2 separate regions of the Macaca fascicularis genome follow, and region 2 is linked to region 1. A link is a contact called in public Hi-C data. All regions are on one chromosome and are shown on one strand. The core of a region is the stretch at or near the end of the contact, and the rest is flanking DNA. Distances in the headings are between cores, read along the strand shown.

What was found. A called contact is a pair of places that touch in the nucleus more often than the background predicts.
Region 2: a contact with region 1 is called in a Hi-C map of skeletal muscle, with 4 times the contacts expected there. The contact joins the promoter of COMMD3 here to the promoter of DNAJC1 in region 1. A contact is called at or near these places in 2 of 2 Hi-C or Micro-C datasets (liver and skeletal muscle).

The regions. Positions count from the first base shown.
Region 1 is chr9:22,808,458-22,815,588 of T2T-MFA8v1.1, reverse strand. DNAJC1 (DnaJ heat shock protein family (Hsp40) member C1) reads left to right here and starts at 4,477. Exons shown (of 13, transcript XM_074001183.1): 1 at 4,477-4,995.
Region 2 is chr9:23,110,508-23,117,638 of T2T-MFA8v1.1, reverse strand. It overlaps COMMD3 (COMM domain containing 3), which reads right to left and starts at 4,019. Exons shown (of 8, transcript XM_005564786.4): 1 at 3,851-4,019; 2 at 2,389-2,500; 3 at 2,218-2,281; 4 at 2,090-2,124; 5 at 1,687-1,747; 6 at 1,540-1,596; 7 at 1,371-1,430; 8 at 84-453. The coding sequence starts at 3,989. The coding sequence ends at 394.

The DNA.
Region 1 (7,131 bases), core at 3,228-5,727:
CAAATTCTGGATCTAAGTCCCTTATGAAGTATGTGATTTACAAATATTGTCTCCTATTCTCTTGTCTTTTTACTTTGCTGATAATATTATTTGCAGCATAAAAGCTTTTAATTTCTATGCAGTCCAATTTATTTTTTTTCTTTTGTCATTTATGTTTCTATATGTATAATGAACCATTGGCTAACCCAAGGTCACTAAGATTTACTCCTGTTTTTTTCTTACAAGAGTTTGGTAGCATTAACTCATACATTTAGGTCTAGGATTCATTTTGAGTTATTTTTTTCATCTGTGGTTTTACGTCTTTCATTACTTTTGTAAATTCTTGGCTATTACATCTTCAAATATTGCTTCTGCCTCATTCTCTCTCTCCTCTTTTTCTAGGACTCCAGTACACCACTGTGCACATGCCTATTAAGCTCTGTTCTATTCTTTCCATTTGTTTTTCTCTCTGTACTTGAGTTTAGGTATTTTTTTCTTGCCCAGTCTCCAAATTCACTAACCCTCTGTTCTGCTGTGTCCAGGTTGCTATTAAACCGATCCATTGAAATATTCCTTTCAGAAATTACATTTTTCAGTTCAATATTTTCCATTGATTCTTTTTTATGTATTTCAATACTTTTAAAATTCTGCACATTTTAATCCATCTTGTTCATGTTTTCTTCTATTTTATAATCTATGGCTTTATTTAATAATAGTTATTTTAAAGTTCTTATCTAAACTTCAATATCTGGCTTATCTGTGGATCTTCTATTATTTATTTTTTTTCTTGATTATTGGTCAAATTTTCCTGCTCTTCTCACACCTCATAATTTTTTTTTTTTTTTTTTTTTACAAATGTTAGACTTTTATATTAAAGATCTATAGACAATATAGATGATGTTATTCTCTTCTAGGGGTAAACACAAACAAATAGGGTGATGTTCTGATTGCCTCTGTCTAATCAAGGATGAGCTGGGTTGGGATTGGGGTGCGGTTTCAGAACAACAGGCCACTTGTGGTTTTTCTCTATTCTTCATGTGTGATCCCTCTGGGATTTTGATCAAGAGCCTGGACGGCTCCTGCCTCCTCTGCTCTGGAGATTCAGTCCTGCCTTTGAGAGGTTTTAAACTTAGATCTTTAGCCTCCTTCTCATACAACTTCAAAAATAGTGTAAATGTCTTGAAGCAGGAGAGTGCTTGTGTATTTGAGGCAGGCTCCTTCTAAGCAGAATTAGCTTTCTATGCCCTAGAACATGGGATAATTTTACTCTGCCTATCACGCTCAGCTGCTTAGCCTCCTGCACCACCCCAGAACTCAGCAAATGTCCTGTGGGAAAACTGGCTGTATGTTTGGGGCTCCTCTATATTTCCAATCCATTACACAACTCACATAATGGTTAAACATCTCACTTGTTTCTCTTTTTCTGTGTAAACTCACTCTGCCCAGGCCAAGCTGGATGAGTCTATGCTCAGAATTAGTACATGTCACCAGGGAAGAAAACAGTGGATATTGTCACTCACTTAGTTCAGACCTCAGCAAAAGATTTATTTAATTGCACTGTAATTTTTGGGACAATGACTGAATAGGTAAAGAGGCCAGGCTAGAAGTCTAAATATGAATATCACTGTGGTCTTTGCAGGAACCTGGACAAGCAAGAAGATCATCTCAGGGTGGACAAGTGTCATTGGAGCTGGGCAGTAATGCCTTATGTCCATGAGAAGTATTATTAATAGACTCCAATTCTGTTTCAGCTTGGCCTTAGAAAGAAGCAAGAAGATCATCTCAGGGTGGACAAGTGTCATTGGAGCTGGGCAGTAATACCTTATGTCCATGAGAAGTATTATTAATAGACTCCAATTCTGTTTCAGCTTGGCCTTGGAAAGAGGATGGGCTCTCTTTAGATGCAGTAAGTCTCCGAGGTTCTCAGACAACATAAAGGTAAAACTCAAGAGGGAAATACTAGACGGCCTGCTAAAAGATCAGGGTAAGAATCCTAGATTTGTGGCAACATGGCACCAGTTTCAAATGTTTTATTGCACTTAATCTAATGATCAAATTAGGAGAAAAGATGAATGTTACAATAATATGTAAAAGTAATGCTTAAGATAATTAATTTCATCTTACTTTGATGTTTTACTCATTGAATAAACAGTAACCTAATTTAGGGACTTGGTAAAGATGACATTCACTTTAAGAAAACTGATATAACCAAAAATAAACTTGGCTGGGGGTGGTGGCTCATGCCTGTAATCCCAGCACTTTGGGAGGCCGAGGCAGGTGGATCACATCATGTGAGGTCAGGAGTTTGAGACTAGTCTGGCCAACATGGTAAAATCCTATCTCTACTAAAAATACAAACAATTAGCCAGGCATGGTGGCAGGAGTCTGTAATCCCAGCTACTCGGGAGGCTGAGGCAGGAGAATCCCTTGAACGTGGGAGGCAGAGATTGCAGTGAGCCGAGATGGCGTCATTGCCTGGGCAACAAGAGTGAAACTCCGTCTCTAAATAAATAAACTAAAAATCTGTGGTAGGGGGAATGGTGGTAGGGAGGTAGTCACAGGATTCAATTCAACTAATTAAGTGCTCTCATGTGCTATGCACTGTGCTAAGCACTGGGGAATACCCAGAAAAGGCAATGCTGCTTGCTGTGGACTTAATGTTTTGATCCTTCCAAAATTCATGTGTTGAAGTTCTAATCGCCAGTGTGATGATATTTGGAGGCTGAGCCTTTGGGAGATAATTAGGTTTAGATGAGCTTATGGAGCTGAAGCCCCCATAATGAGATTAGTGCACTTATAAGAAGAGACATGAGAATTTTTTTTTTTTTTTGAGACAGAGTCTCACTCTGTCACTGAGGCTAGAGTGCAGTGGTGTGAGATCCCTACTCACTGCAACATCTGCCTCCCGGTTTCAAGCGATTCTCCTGCCTCAGCCTCCCGAGTAGCTGGGACTACAGGCGTGAGCTACCCCCGGGTACTTTTTGTATTTTTAGTAGAGATGGGGTTTCATCATATTGATAAGGCTGGTCTCAAACTCCTGGCCTCAAGTGATCCGCCTGCCTCGGCCTCTCAAAGTTCTGGGATTACAGGTGTGAGCCACCAGGCCTGGCGGAGAACTCTTATTTATCTATCCATCCATCCATCACCCCTTCTTCCCTGGCCACCTGAGGATACCCCAAGAAGACAGCCATCTGCAAACCAGGAAGAAGGCTTCATCAGCACCCAACCATGCTGGCACCCTGACCCTGGACTTCTCAACCTCCAAAACTGTGAGAAATAAGTATCTGTTGTTTAAGTCACCCAGTCTAAAGTATTTTGTTATAGCAGCCCTCATGATAGATTAAAATGTGAGTAATTCAAGCATACCTATTATTTTTAAGCAAGATATACTTGCATTCATTTATGAATTCATTCAAAAATATTTCTAAAACTCCATACCAAGATTTGCATTTATTGATTTTATTTAAAAATATTTTTAACACTCCATACTAGGATTTTCTCAGTAAGATTTGCTTCCTAGTGTTTTTCTAACCTTTATCCAACATAGTATATTCTGACTATGAGAGGGAAGTAGCTTTATCATTACGCTATGGAGCTTGATTTAACTAACTAGATCCAAGATGGAAAGAGCATGAGGTCAAACTTTCAAAATTGAGCTAACTTTCTGAGTTTTAGTAGCATTTTTTGCTCCCTTCTTCCTCAACAAGAGTGGAGAGTTCAGGGAAGAGAAATGTGAGAAAGCCAAAAGGAAAATAAAGTTCACACAAGAGAATCGTGGTGGAGAAAATAACTTGAAAAGAGATTGAACAGAAGCAATGCAAGACTAGGAAGTGAGGCATTGTTACGGAAGAGAGAGAAGGTTTTTAGCCTGTCTTTTAAAACGGAAACATCTCAACTGAGGTCTATTTTCAAAAGAACCCCAACTGGAGGTGGGCTAAGATGGATAAACTCCATTCCTCCTCCAACTATGATTGAGTCACCATTATTAACTATTAATTCTACCAGGCCATTTTGTGGTATTATACCTGTAAATCTTAATTCATAATTGTTTTGGTTTGAATTCCTTTTCTGCTCTACCTGTCTCTACTTACTAGATTTGCCCCTTTTAGAACCTGGTTCAACTTGTCCTGTCTTCTTTGCTGAAGGACTAATTAAATGCACGGAAGCCATAATCAATTAATCAGGCTTCAAATATGCTTTTAGTGTTCGATAGCTGGGGGAGGGGAAGACAGTAGCTATTTCGGGGGAAGTCCACGAGGGGCGTTCCAGGTAGACACGTGATGGCTATAACCTTCCCTGTCTCTCAGCCCGTTTTGGCGTAGATTCAGCTCCTCGACACGCCCAACCGATTGAAAGGCATTTCACCTAGGCCCAGATCGGGGCGCCAGGCGTCCAGGCTTCCGGCCACGCCCCCTTCCCCGCGGTTGCTAGGAGACGTGATGTCACCGGAAGCGAGGCCTGGGATAGGCTGAGGCAAAGGGAAGCCTCTCCCCCTGTGCAGCCCAGGCGCCGGGCGCTGGCTCTCCAGCTGTGTGTAGGCCTGGGGGCCAGGGTCCGCGGAACGTAGCGCCGACTGCGGCGCCGCCCGCCCGCCCAGCCGCTGGTCCGGCCGCGGGCTCCCGCCACCACCGCGCTCAGTCTGGGACCAGCCGCCTGGCGGGCCGTTCCGGTGCGCCTGCCCGCGCTTTTCACTGACGGGCACTGTTTCCCACAGCCAGTGCCGCCCGCCACGTCCCAGCTCTCGGCCAACGGAGGTGCGCGGCGGGTGACCTTTCCGAGCCCAGTGCGATGACGGCTCTGTGCTCCTGGCCGGCACAGCTTCCTGGGCGCCGCCAGCTCGGGCTAATGCCTTTCCCGCCGCCGCAGCCGCGGACGCCGCTGCTGTGGCCGCTGCTGCTGCTGCTGCTGCTGGCCGCCGTGGCGCCGGCGCGCGGCTGGGAGAGCGGAGACCTGGAGTTGTTTGACTTGGTGGAGGAGGTGCAGCTCAACTTCTACCAGTTCCTCGGAGTGCAGCAGGTAAGCAAGGAGGCGCGCGGGGCCGGGCGGAGAGGGGCCGGGGCAGGCGGCAGGCGACCCCGGTTCCTCAGAGAGTCGGACACGGAGGGCAGGGCTCGGTCACCCCGGGCTCTGGCTGCCCTCAGCCCGGGCCACCGGGGTCCTCAGCCTCGGAAGGACGTGTCCGTCTTCCCCAGATCCTTACTCCTGCTTCAACTTTTCTAGTCCCAGCCCCAGTGACGGGCTGGACGACGCCACTTGCCTGGGGTGGCAATGCCATCTCTCTGGTCCGGCGTTCTGGGGAAGAGCCTTCCCCCTCCAGCTGTGCTGGAGGAAGAAGGAAGAGTGGTGTGGGTAGACTTTTTTTGTTTTTAATTTAACACCTACCGTTTGCCTTCCTGTCCCCCTGAATGTGAGAAAGAGCAGCCGCTTCTCTAAACTGTCATCTTCCACCGAGACTTACCCTCATTCTTATTCTTATTTCAGCTGCCTCCCCTCCTCTTCCCTTCTGGGAAAGTAGGAATGCACTGTGACCAGTGTCTGTGTTGCAGAAGTTTTTCTTACCTCGTACTTGGACATCGTTTTTAGCCTGTTAGATAGATGTTTCTTTCGCAGTTTAGAAATCTGGAGGAATTTGAAGCCTCTACCAGGTTGGAGGTGTTAAGTTTTTTGGGCAGCAGAGGACTTGGAGTGCGATTGGAAGAGAAGCCCCCAACCAGTAATGTAGGAATGGTTTTTTTTTTCCCCCTTTTCCTTTTGTTTCATTTTGTTTTCTTTTTTAGCTTGAGACATTAACTTCTAAAACCCTTCTGTTGCTTTTTAGTTCTACCATTGAGGGTGGTTGAGTGAGGGTAGATATCCAGTCTCTACCTGAAGTCTCGCGCAAAGGAGAAGATAACATTTCGCTGATTTCAGGCTTACAGGGTGAAAAATGTATATTTCACACTTATCTGATTGAGCCCTTCGTACAATGCTTTGAATAGTTATGGGAGTAAAAAATTAATGTTTACAATAGTTGTCATTCAAGGCACACTTCACATAACTAGATATGAAATGCACATCCCCCTCCCCCATAGGTTATCATAAATGTGGGTGAACTATTCAACATTTACTGAATTTTAATTTTCAAACATTGCATTTTCATTCCATCACTGAATATAAACTTACTAGGCTGCCAGGGTACCATGAGTCTAACAGTTTTTTATTTTTGTAAGAGTTATAAAGTATAGGCATGTCACACTTCAGATTCATATGTGCAAGCAACTTTGTAATAACTGTATTTGTGATCTGTTACCTGGTGCCCGTCCCTCCTCATAGAGACACTATATATCTCATTTTCAAAGCAAATGATGATGGAGTATGTGTAAAAATAATTAATGAAATACTAATTTTGATGACTTTTAAGAATTTCTTTAATACTGGGAATAATTAGAATTTATCATCGTTGATTACATTCTTTAGGTAAAGAGAATCTTAAACGTAACCCATCCAAAAATCTTGAAGATCCAGTTATTCATGAAAAATTAAGTGCCTTTAAGAGAGCAGAAATTTAATAGCAGTTTAAAATGTAGATTATGTAATCTAGCTTTGCATGTGAACTCTCATAGAATTTTCGTTTATAATTTCATGTAACTTGATTTGCATAGTTAGTTAGGCAGTGTGAACATCCAGAGCACTTGACTTTCTGGGCAAAGATGAGAAAATAAAGAAGCATGGATAATCAAGAAGATTCTTTGTCAAGGTAGAATCTGAAAAGAAGATTATTTTATTGTTTTTAACCTGTGTTTCTCTATACAGCTGTATTGAAATTGGAAAGAATGCAGGAGGAATTTTTTTCTGTCCAAGCAGAGAAACTGAATGGAACAAGTTTTTTTCTTTACATTGAATCTTAACTTTGTTAGATGACTTTCAGGGACCAGAAATTTGGTGGAAACAAACGCAACCTGTCCAAGGTCTTTCATGTGTAATTTTCAAGCCAGAACCATTTGGTGACTAGCCAAACATGAGGGACCAGAACAAAGTAGGTAGGCTACTGAAAGTGGTGACCTGGCTCTATGCACTAATCTCTTCTTCTTGTTCAAGCAACAGAGATGTATTTGGTGCCTATTGGATTTTAAGCATTGGGAGTTGGCCTTTATATAAAACAAAACCCCTAAC
Region 2 (7,131 bases), core at 2,770-5,269, 300 kb before region 1:
AAAAGTTCACACTACTCCTATCTAGCTTCACACAAAGTAATAATTAACACACGAATTCAGATCCAAACAAAATATCATCACTCTTTGTGGAAAACAACACCTTATTTATTCAGGGTGTAATACTGTCTACTTCCTTTCAGAAGACTTGAAAAAGATCAAAATAGAATAAATGGACAGTTAGTACTAAACGATTCAATACTTGGGCAGTATCTTTCCCTCTTAACCTTTTCACACGTGTTTTTTAAAGTGTCAAAATTGATGAATGGTATAAATTCAAAAGGAAAATTCTTTTCTACTGAAAAGAACATCCAGCTCGCACAAACGGTGGTTCAGCTCAAGGCAAGGCGTTTCTGGTTTTCCTCTGCACTCGGGCGGATCGTTAACTTCCCCAAGTTACAACTGAGTTGCTCTTTCCAGGCTTTTCGAAGCATCTTTAAGTTTCCCCACCAAGTCCTAAAAGACGTGTATACAATACCACGTTTTTAGGATAAAACATGGAAAGAAGTATCCAAGTTCAAGAAAGATGCAAGAAAAAAAGTCAGGACACATCTTCCAAACAAGTTTAAAATTCAACAAGATTTTAACCTTTGACAAACTACTATCGGTCAAAAAGAAGCGTTTCCTCAGAAATATCTCATGTTCAAATCGGTTATTTGCCCTCACACTGAAACATGATTTCTAACCGAATCCTTAACCGCCCAGGTACATCTGAATTTTCTCAAGTTATCTAACAAAGGTTGTGCTGTATATACATTTTCTGAAAGTTTAAAGTTTGATTCACAGTTACATTAAAACGGCTCTGCAGAAGATGCCTTTGAAAAATTCAATTTCACTTAAATTTCCAGTAATGATCTTCATTTTTTAAGAGCTATGAAATAAATTCGTTGCCATATCCACTAATCAATGTAGTTTTGAATTTCCCCAGTCTTAAATGGGCAATAAAAACAGTTTTAGAATGTTATGTATACTTCCCCCTTTATAAAAAGTCATTAAAACCACGGTTTCAAAATCCAATTTTGACAGTTTAATTCAATTTCTGAAAGCAAAGACATTTTCAAAGCCATGTCTTAATTTTGCTTTATCTTATTGGACCAAACTCATCATGAAGAAATTTACACTAACACTACAGAAGTTTATTTTAACCAGCAAAAACAGCAAATACAGACCAATTCTCTATTAATAACATCTTAATTTCAACAGTGAAGCCTATGTTAAAATACTACTTTTGATGCCCCTTTCCCATTAAATCCTTAACCAATCTTCATTATCTGCTGACAGATGGTTAATTTTATTTTGAACTGTCCAAGAGTATAACTCTCAAGTAAACATTTATAAAAAGACAGGCATATTTATAGATCCTAATACTGTACCTGTAATTGTTCCATGCTGCAACTAAAACTAATCTCTGGGTAGGATGGGGAATCAGTGTTCTAGGGCAGGGAAAAAAAACACGCAACAAAAAACGCTGTTTATTTAAATCAATGAAATTGTAAATTTCATTACACATTTCATTATTGGGTAAGACTTATCTATAAATACCTGTATACTTAAGGTCACCAAATATGCAGGTCTGTGCATCTTATGAAGTTGATTGGTCTAAAATAACACAACAAACACGTAACAGCCTTTAACTCTGTGTTTTAAGAAGTTCCCTGATCCGCCCTAGAGAAGTTGGTTAAACTTTACCTTTATCTGATATTCCAAGCGCCAAGAAACATCCGTTATATGAGGGAGAGATCTACCTATGCTGAAAGATGCAATGATAATTTTGTACATAGTCTCTACAGAAGAACTTTTCAGTTATTTACTAAGAATGGCTCTACTTTCCACCCCCAACTCCATTTTAATCCATTCTCAATTTAAACCATTGTTAAACTTTACTTTTAAATTCTGAATGGTAAAAAAGCATTTGAAAATCATCTCAATAAACTTTATCTTTAAAAACATTAGCTTAACTTCAATTGTTTGACGTGCCCTTTGGCTCTTTTTCTTTGGGTCAAGATCCCGAAGATCTTGTTTCACACCAACACTCTCCATTCATACCTGCAAGTGAAAAGTGCCTCAGCTTGACACCTTACACAGTACCTACCTTCCCAGTAGGATTTCTAGGGAATTCTTATTATTCTGGAGAGGAAAAAGAAAGAGAGAAAAAAAACAGATCTTTACAAATAGAGTAAAAGAAAAATAGTCACTGTTAATTAAAAATTTTAAAGTAACCTGATATTCCGTGCAAAACAGTTCTATTCGCTCTCTGTCAAATTTACAGTCTTCTAGATAAGTGCTAGAAGAAAAGAAAAAAGCCAAAGTTCTGTCTCCATTTTTAAAACTGAAATTGAAATCATAAAGGTAGCATTTGAAAATAAATGGATATTTAAATAAATCCTGTACCTTAGAGTTGACTTGTCAGCTCGGTGCTTTCCTGCCTCTAGTATGTAAGTTGCAGCTGCTGCATGACAATGTTTTAAAACCACTGGGTCGATATGTTTCAAGTCTGGATGATCTAAAATAAATTAACTTCCAGTGATGCCTATGATAATAAATTCTTTATAGTCATGTTCCTAAAAAGAATATTTTAATTTGGGTTTAAAAACCCTTTAACAAGATAAAAAAAATTCAACTATAAGGACAGTCATAATTATAAGTAAATGAGATGAGCAACAAGGTCAAGTGAAAAACAATAAAAAAAACACATCAAGAACTCTACTATTACTGGTTTCAATTAACTTACTTTGCCTTAATATTTTTACTATTAAAAATATTATAGCCCCCAAAGAAAATATTACAATGCAATGGTCATTCTAACACTGGGGTAAATTCAAAGGAAAAACAAGATAAATATTTTACGTGGTGTCAATTTTAGAATAAACTTCCGTCCTAAAAATGACGAGCTTAGGGTAACTGGCTCCATGAACAACACATCAAGGGGGTAGAAGGTAAGGCATGAGTTCAGAATATAAAATACAAATTTCAAAATTATAGTAGTACTTTCAGGGTTTGACAGTTATCCTTTTTTTTTTTTTTTTTTTTTTTTGAGATTAACCCAGGTGGTGGTTACTATTTTCGTTTAAAGAACTTCCACTTTCATACTTTTTGTACAAGTGTTTAGTTCATGAAACTACAGAAAAAAAACAAAAATTTGAATTGTTGGGATATTTATATTTAAGAAAATCATCTAAAAGCGATCTGTCTTAAAATATGTCTTCAATCCAGACTGACACTGCACCTCCGCAGTCACTGACCAGATCGCTTAAAAGACACTCGCATCCTGGTAACTGGGGCGGAACAAAGTATTGTGCATCATAGTTTAAGGTTCTAGGTGTAGAACCTGAGTAAAACATGCTGAACTAGAGCGCTGGAGTGATCACAGCAACTTGAGGTATGCTCTAAGTTGGCAAATGTCAACACTATCTGACCTAGTAATTACTTTGGAAACAGACCCTTTAAAACCTTTGCTAGCCTAGCCCTGGAAGCTTGAATTGCAGGGAGCTCCCCAGATGAAGTCCAACTGTCAAAACAGCCGCAGCCTCAGACAAGGCTAAACACCTTAGATGTTTAGGCCACAAACAAGATTTGAACACGGGCTTTACAAAAGAACAAAGAGACTGGGAGGGAAACCGGGCCAGGAACGTGGAGCTGGCTCTATGCAGGTGCCAAGCGGGGCCAAAACAATGCTCAGGGTCTGCTCCGAGTCCTAGCAGAGCCACGTCCCCAACACTCCGTCCGGAGCGAAGGGCAAAGCCCGGAGACTTCCTCTTCCCGGGGCTTTCCCCTTCTCGCTCCGCCGGCTCCTCTTCTTCGAGCGCCCCTCCACCCCGGCGGATCCAGCTCCGAGCCGAGCCGAGCGGCTTACCTAACACGGCCTCGTCCGCCTGGGCGTCCAGCAGGCTCTGGAAAGCCGCCCGGAGGAGAAGCGTGAAGGCGTTGGAGTCGAAGGAGCCGGGATCCGCCAGCATCTGGAAGCCTTTCTGCACAGACTCGGAGAGCTCCATTGTGAGCGCGCCGTGACCTTCGACACGCACACCACGTGACACGCGCCGCGCGCTCAGCTGATGCGGCCGCGCGCGCACGCGGCTCGGGGCGGCTGGCGGCGGCGCGGGCTGCGGGGCGTCCCCGCCCGCCTCCGCGTCCGCGCGCAAGTCCCGCGCCCCCAGCAGCCGCCTGCCGCCTCCCACCGTTTCGGTCCAGCCTTTCCTTGTCCAGCGCAGGCCGCGGGATCTGCCGAGCCTTGGCGAGAAGGGCGGCCTCGGGCGCTTTGTGGACGCGCTGGGCGCTTTCTCCTTGGCTCAGCGCTTACCTCGGACGGTCACCAGCTCGGTTCCCTGAGAGATCCCGGGGAGACGGCGGACGGTGTCGGGATCCCGGCCCCCGCCTCCCGCAAACTGCGCCCTCCCCGCTCCTCGCTCTGCGCGAATCCTGCGGGGAGCTCCGATCTCAGGCAACTGGATTTTGTTTGTTTTTGTGGGTTTTTGTTTGTTTTGTTTGTTTTTTAGCTCACCAGCTTAACCTCGCAGCACTGCCCTTTTATGAGACTGTAAGACATCTAATTATGTGATTCTTGCTTATTTTTACTTTTTCTTTGTCATTTCTGGAATACGGCAGTAGAGTCCTTCGTGCATGGGGGGTGTGTACACATGCACACATACATAGAGTTCCTGTATGCACTACACTCCAGCAATCGGATTATGAACAGATTTGACAGGATTATTAACAATTTTATATGCCGCTGCAAATAAATGCCAACTGCCATACACATTTTGTGCTACTCTACTCACTACATCTGTGGGTCCAGTTTTAGTTGCTGTATAGAATCTGCATAAATATGTTTTTATTAAACAGCTACCTTAGTAAAGTACAGTTAGGAATGGCAAGATCTTTATTAGAAGTGAATTACTGTTTAGGATGCTCATACCTTTAAAGATTCGAATACTGTATAAAGTTTAACTTCCTCTCTATTTCTACGAAGTTGGTTTAGAGAACAAGAATGATTCTTTAAAAAACCCGTGAAGCAAAGTAGTTAGGCATTTTTAATCAAGAGAACTTGAAAAGTTAAAAAATACAAGTTCTTGAAGGGTGGAGGGAAGGGATGCGGAACAACAAAGATGTTTTAGTCTTCAGGAGCGATTATTTGCTACATTAGACCCAAAGTGAAATATTCTTTTATTTTTCTAACTTAGATGTCTATTTTAAAAATTTTTTGATGGATATAGTCGCCATTTATCTTGGCACCAATACATAAAGAGTACCTCATTTCACAACAGGATGCAAATGGAGTAACAGCATCAGTAACAAATTGAGTAACTCTACTCAGCCCTCCTTTGAAAGCTTTAAAAGGCACGTGCAGTGGCTGTTCACTCGGTGAGAATATAGTAGCAGTGAAGGATTTAAAAGTCTCCCTAGAGTCTTTATGAAACAAACACCTATTAATCATGTTCATCTTTTCTTCCCATCACTCATCTTCTTCCTAATTTGTTTCTCATCAGTAATAAAATGTCAGTTGAAAAACTTCATGATATCTGATTACATAGAGAATAAATAGGACAGAGTTGTGTAAATGTTCAACAATATTAACATCCAAGCTTATTACGTTTATTACACATGTATTTATGACCTAGTGTAACACTGATTATTAATACTAATAGATTTGAGTTGATAACTCTTAATACTCAATTTTAGTGTCAAAAAACAGTATTAATCATGGGGATAGATTTTAAAATATTATTTTAAAAGAGAAAAATAAACACAAGTGGTTGTGAATTTGTGGGCATAAAAGTTAGGAAATTCACAAGTATTGTTTCCATAATAGCTGTCATGTTACTCTGTTGCCCATGTATGAGTACTTTCTCTTAGGATGTTTTGTCCTCTTAGGCCTAAGTATATTCATGTGTTAGGCCTAAATGATGGGCACATTTTAAGCTCGCACAAAAATTTTCACCATAGTGTGTTCTAATGCTAGAAAAACTGAATTTTCCTACTACAGTTATATTTATTTAAACTTCCTTTGAAGGAGGCACAGGATTGAGTGTTTCAAACATGTGTGTCTTTGACAAGCCATTGAAATACATGGAAGTATGATTATCAAAAGGCATGACTACCCAGATGTAGACTCTCTTGGTTGCAGCCATAAAAATCAATGCGTTTTATATTAGAAAAACTACATATGAATATATTCTGAAAGTATGAAAAATACTGTTTAAAATTTTGCTTTACTCACTGAAAACAGCATTGGAACTTTGACTAAACTGCAGGCTCAAAGCCAGTAAACTAACTTTGGCCCCAAAAAGTTCTTTAAAAGAACAATTATGTGCAACTGAAAATAAGAAAATACAGATGTAGCCATCTTCACATGAATAATATATCTTGCCTTCTAAACTGCAAATATTAGGTAGACAATGCTGATAAATTTATTTTTCTTTTTGAGAATCTAGAAATCATTTGAAGAACTAGAAGTTACCCTTTTAAACAATGTTTTAAAGTTTCAAGTACATTGTATCCTTTGAACTGGTTAATTTTTTTTAGAAACAAACTTAATATTGGCCCCTTTATTGTGATTACAATTAAATAAGCTAGGGCTTTTGCAGGATCTATGTGGTCAGCTTTTCCCACAGGCCTCATTGCTGCATTTGTTAGTGTTATGAATTTAAATATTTTCTTTTTTAGATTGTATAAGTACTTTTGCTCTTGTGCAAAGAACGCTGAAGGAAGATACTCCTTTAGATTGAAGAGTTCATGGAACTCCATGGGGAGAAAAAAAATTTTAATAAGTTTAAGTGCCATTGAGACAAAGACTAGTTTTAACTGGCTTATATATTTATTATATATTCTAGTGGAGATCTGTTTTATCTGTTTTATTCTCTGTAGCCTACTCATATGCTACAGAGAAAAAAGTTTAAAACACTTTTAAAACTACCTATAAATAAGAAACCATTCTCTCTGTGTTCCCTAACACCAGTGCTTTGATGGTTACTTTAAACTTTGAGATATTTGTTAATGATATAGGCTTTACTGTTTTAAAGCTATTTTAACCACAAATGGACAGTTGGAAGGAGTATTTAACTGAGTTATATATGACACTTGAGAGTATAAGTCAAAAACTGTTTCAGTGAAATTTATAAAACCTATCTACATTCTTTT